2 separate regions of the Mus musculus genome follow, and region 2 is linked to region 1. A link is a contact called in public capture Hi-C data. All regions are on one chromosome and are shown on one strand. Each heading gives the region's core, a stretch centred on a gene start, on an enhancer-like site or on the middle of the called end of the contact. The rest is flanking DNA. Distances are from core to core; before and after follow the strand shown. Region 1 holds the start of Sh3rf1 (SH3 domain containing ring finger 1). Region 2 holds the start of Ddx60 (DExD/H box helicase 60).

Evidence for each region. Capture Hi-C pulls out chosen DNA fragments and counts their contacts.
Region 2: a contact with region 1 is called in a capture Hi-C map of macrophages, with 2.9 times the contacts expected there. The contact joins the promoter of Ddx60 here to the promoter of Sh3rf1 in region 1. A contact is called at or near these places in 2 of 39 promoter capture datasets (both in liver), 1 of 484 Hi-C or Micro-C datasets (CD4 T cells) and 2 of 9 other capture datasets (adipose tissue and macrophages).

What each region holds. Positions count from the first base shown.
Region 1 is chr8:61,222,894-61,225,481 of GRCm38.p6, forward strand. Sh3rf1 (SH3 domain containing ring finger 1) reads left to right here and starts at 1,278. Exons shown (of 12, transcript NM_021506.2): 1 at 1,278-1,453.
Region 2 is chr8:61,926,776-61,929,363 of GRCm38.p6, forward strand. Ddx60 (DExD/H box helicase 60) reads left to right here and starts at 1,312. Exons shown (of 38, transcript NM_001293783.1): 1 at 1,312-1,501.

The DNA.
Region 1 (2,588 bases), core at 28-2,527:
GGTATTCATACAGTCTAAGTCTCAGCATATTAATCTCTTTAGAACAAAGCTGGGAAGGATGACATAGAGAGCTGCTGTGAGGATGGAATTAATACGTTTAAGAGTTTAGTACGGTGCCTGGCTTAAAATGACTGATGATTGCTACTTGCTATAATTTTATTTTCTTAACTTGAATGATACTCACTTATCTATTTATTATTATGACTTAGCTGTGGCTCTGGTTGGAGATGAACTGATAACCCGAGATTCCTTTTCAATTCCTTATCAGCTTGGTTGGTGGCCTGGCAAGAATTTCATACACGATCTCTCTTGTGAAGTTACTTTTGGTAAACTGACAGTAAGTATAAATGAATCACACTCTTTGACAACATTTAACGCGTCTCTGAAATAAGTTTGACAAACAAGCCTACACACACACACACACACACACCCTTGGACACCCCTTTTTGCAAGCCCACATTTCAGAGAATACAGGTGTGTGCCCGGGGCAACAGAAACAGATTACAGAGATGATGATGATGGCTGCCTCCAAGGCGCAGATAAAAGAGGTATCCCCTAGCCAGCTTCAAGGCGCCGGCCCACCTGGGTCAGACTTTGAATTCACCCCATTTTAGGCAGGTAGGAAGAACCTCCCCAAGACTGGCTTTAATCTCCCACCTGTTTTTCTAGTTTTTTTTTTTTTCTTTTCCCTTTCTCATTCTGAATTTTAGGATCCGCATTTCTCCAAACTTGCTTGGATTTGTCTCCCTTGGCTGCTGCAGTGGGGGCTGATTGCTGGGTGGAAGAGGCGGGCCCCGGGATCCATAGGGTGGTCACTAACCCGGACTCCAGAACTAAGGGGTCTCACTTTGCTCTCTCTATATCCACCCAGGCAGTGTGCACGCCCAGCAAAGCGCGATCGGTTCCCGCCAGAGCCACTCCCTTCCCAGGCCACCGGGAAGAGTCGGTCTCCAGGCACCGGCCAGGCGGAGCCGGAGGCCGGCAGGGCGCCCTTGCCCCAGCCTCTTCCTGGTCCCTCGGCGCCACTCCCACCGCCCTCCTCCTGGGTAGCCCAAATTTGCTCGGGGTGCACGTCCTCGGGGCGTGAAGGCGCGGGTCCCCGAGCCTTCCTCCCGCTAAGTGCGTCCCCGAAGCTGCCGCCCGCTGGGGGCTCCAGCGCGGGTCCCCGAGCGGCGGGCGGCGCTGTGGTGCGTCCCTCCGGTCCCCGGGCGCCCGCTGCGCGCTGCCTCCGCCTCCTCCTCCTCCTTGGCGGCGTCGCGTTCCCCCGCCCTCCTTGCTGGGCGGGTGGGAGGCGGCGGCGGCGGCGTGCTGTGCGAGCGCGCGCGAGGGGGGCGGCCGTGAGGAGGCTCCCGGTGCCACCGCGGCGGCCGAGCCACACGGGCAGCGGGCTCGGCGGGGCTGCATCTACCAGCGCTGCGGGGCCGCGAACAAAGGCGAGCAGCGGAGGCGCGAGGTAGGGTGCGCGGCGAGTCGGAGACGCCGGGCGCGGGGTGGTGGCCGGTGGTCGCCCGCATCCCAGTGGTGCGCGCGGGTCGGTCCCCGCGCTTCCCCTTTGGGTCTCCGGGACCTGCCGGGAACGAGCCCCGCGGCCTCTCTCGTCTCTTCCGAAGCCTCTGCCGGGCCTTGGGGCCGCTCTCTCCCCGGACACAGCCGGGTCCCTTCTGCCTCTGGGGTGGCAGTCTCCGGGGACTGTCGCTGAGCTCATCCCCGCGGGGTCGCTAGTCTGCTTCCCGCCGCACTCAGTGGCGCTGACTTTGGCCAACTTAAGGCTGCATCTTTATTTTTCTTTAAGTCCTTGAAAACTTCCACCGATCGGTGTTGGGCAATTTTTTTTTTGTCCTGGATTTGACCTAAAGGGAGGCTGAGAGGAGGCAGCTGGGTGAGATTCCCTGTTTCTGGAGCTACCCGGCCGCAGCCTCAGCTCCTAGGACCATCTCTGTCCCCGGCTGGCGACACCTGGCTCTGGGGTGTGTTTGTGGCGAGCACCACGCCAAGGGGTTGGGGGCTACCTGTGCCCCACCGTGGGAAGAGGGGCGTACCCTGGCTCTCCCCAGAACCGACTAGTCAGGAACAGCTGTTAATGTAGCCTCCAAATCCTTTCACCCCCTCCCCACCTAGGCATCTACATTGGTTGGGGTGGTGGTGGTGGTGGGGACAGCGATGCACCAACTGGCTTCAAATACTCTTTCTCCTGAGGGGGCCGTTTTTCAGATGTACCCAGAGTTTTAAGCCTAGCATTCATTCCATCGTCGAATTTTGGTGAACATTTTACTAGATTTTTCTGAATGGGATTAAGACAAGCGGTTCAGAAATCTGTTTCAGAGTTTGTCAGCCATGCCGGAAAGGGTGATTTTTCTTGTAGCTATTTTCAAGCAGGTTTTGGCTATATCTTTTAGAATTGCCGACCATCAGCTCTGGGGGGTGGGGGGTGGGGGGCCTTAGATAAGATTAAGCTGTCTGTTCTCAGACAGGGAAGACACATATGTATTTAATATTGGGATCATTCACCCAGGGCAAGGCTTCTTAAATGATAACGGTGGCTTAAAAATTGGGAAGGTCGTTGGACTTAAAAGTATTGTTTTAGATAG
Region 2 (2,588 bases), core at 62-2,561, 700 kb after region 1:
CAGCTTACTCTTGGTCAGCTGGCTGTGTAAAGAACTCACAGTGCTCACAGTTGGCTTAATAAGCATGGAGATTTGTAACCTGGAGTAGATTATTTCAATTTCATTCCTTGGTTTGTGGTTTTCCATCATCTTCATAGAGTCTTGCTAGAAGACTACATATGTAATCAAATTACCAGCCTGAATTTCTGCCTCTGTCACCACATTAAGAACCTGCTTATGATTATTTTGGGCCCACCTGAGATAATCCACTTATATCATGCTCCTTGGTTTAGGCTATGCGTGCAGTATCTATTACCACAGTTACCACAGTCTCAAGGAATTAGGTCGCTGACTTAAATTGGAGGGAACAGGAAAGGGTGACATTTTCTCACCCAGGAGGACAAAGCCTCAACAAAGCCCAGACACCTCTACCTTTTCAGGTAGTATTTTAATGTAAAGGAGGACAGAAAGGGTGGGACCTTTTCTTACTGTTACCAAGGAAACAGGGGCTAGGTCAAAAGCTGACCATGAGGGAAGGGTCCATTCTTAATGGCCTTCAAAACAATGGATGTTTCTCAAGTTATCTCAACACATTGCATTCTGTTGCTCTTTCCCCATGGATGAGAGTTCTGCCAGTGCCTGACAAAATAGCTTTTGGTCCCATTGTTGTCACGGTCACCCAAATGCAAGAGTCCCCCACTTTCTAGAATTCCAATATTGAAAATAGAATTGTCATATTTAGAGCCTTCCTAAAGTTCAGCAAGCATAGGATACTAAGCAAGCCAGCTTTCAAACCCAAATTTCAGGTATTGACAGGTAAAAAACCAAGCCAAACCAAATCAAACAAAATCAAAGGAAAGAAAAGTTATTAAGGCTGAGATAAAAGTAGGCTCCATTTTCAGCTTGTTTAGTAGTGCCATTCGGCTAAAGAAGATCCCAAATGGATTAATCACAGGCTTCAATAATAGACTCATGTAATCTCAAATTCCTACCTACCTTTAAAATACTACCTGAAAAGGTAGAGGTGTCTGGGCTTTGTTGAGGCTTTGTCCTCCTGCTGTCGTTAGCACAGTAGGAGCAATTGGCACAGCGCCCGGAGTTCTGCTGCTACAGCCTCTCCAATGTTGCCTTGCTTAGATGTCTCCAGATTTCCCTGTCAAATCCTCCTCCTTACCTCAAGAATCCCAAAGCCTCTGGTTTTCCTACCTTAACAGTACTAACTTTACCAAAGGATGCGCAAAGCTGCATTCACCAAATGCTCTTTGATTAGTGATGAATGGAAACCGAAACTTAAAGCTTCTGGGAGCAGAAGAGAAACCGAAACTATCCTTCACTTATAAAAGGCGGCCTGAGAGACTCACAAGTTGCCACTTTTTGGAGCTAGCGATTGGTCTTAGGTCTCCTGTGGTCGACTGTGTGCTTGCTTGTTACCTGCAGCGCGGACCAGCGCGCTCAATACCTGCTGCGCAGACCAGCGGTTCTCTGCACGTAGCAGGTCCAGGTTCCCGGTCTGGGCTTCCCGGTGAGGCCAGGGGGTTGCTTCTGGGCTCGCCAGGGGATTGTAGGGCGTGCCTAGGTCAGAGTATCCCAAAAGAGGAGCTGGAGCGGAGCTGAGGGGACAGCACTAGGAGGTAGCTTTCAATGGGCAGTGGAGCACAGACCCACCTACCCCAGTGGCCAGTACTCGGTGGACCACAGAGGGAAGAGGTCTGAGTGGTGAGTGGCAGGGAAAAAGATGCCTGACTCAGTCTCTTGAGGATCCTTTGTAAACGGGTAGCTGGGATAGGGATCAATAAGTAGGGGCATTGGGGTGTGTGCACAGCCAATAAATGTTGAACATCCCCACCAATAGTTTTTCTCCTAGGTGCCGAATCGAATCGGGGCCCTACTTCAGGCTTCCAGAGCTAGAAGCAGAATGTGAAGAAAAACCCAGATGAATTGTAGTTGCCCTGAAATTGCAGTGGCTAAGACAAGTTATGCTTTACTGCAGAAATGCATCCCCCCACCCAATCTCTTCGTATGCTAGCCCTAGCAGTCTCCCTGGGCTTCCTGGTACTCCCCATGGAACCCAGGTTGGGCCAACTTGGAGTATCCCGCTGCCTCAGTCTCCCTGTTTGAGTCATCTGAGATTTAATGTATTCATGTGTAAGGAGCAGGGATTGATTTTCTGTTTCCTCATCACAAATCAGCACAAACTGAGTTGCTTTAAACACAATAGGTGTTTTATTTTACAGATTCTGTTTAGGCACAGGCTAAGTGCTTTTTGCAAAGCCCAGCATAGAACTCAAGATGTCTGCCAGGGCGGAGCCAGGTTCTGGGTGCTCATTTTGGTTCCTTGAGGTCAGTAAGAAGTCTGGAATTCTCTGATTTCTTGCAAGTTGTTGATTAAGGGTAACTCAGAGTCTGATACCTTCCATTGTCACACTTCAGGTCACTTCTCACAGGTGGCTGTACTTTCCAAGGATATAGGAGGCTTTCTCAATTAACTAACATGCCTCATTACCAGAGAGACTGTCCTGGTAATAAGGGTGTCAGGACGCCCAACATATATATACGTATATACATATATGCATATATATATACATATATACATACATACATATATACAT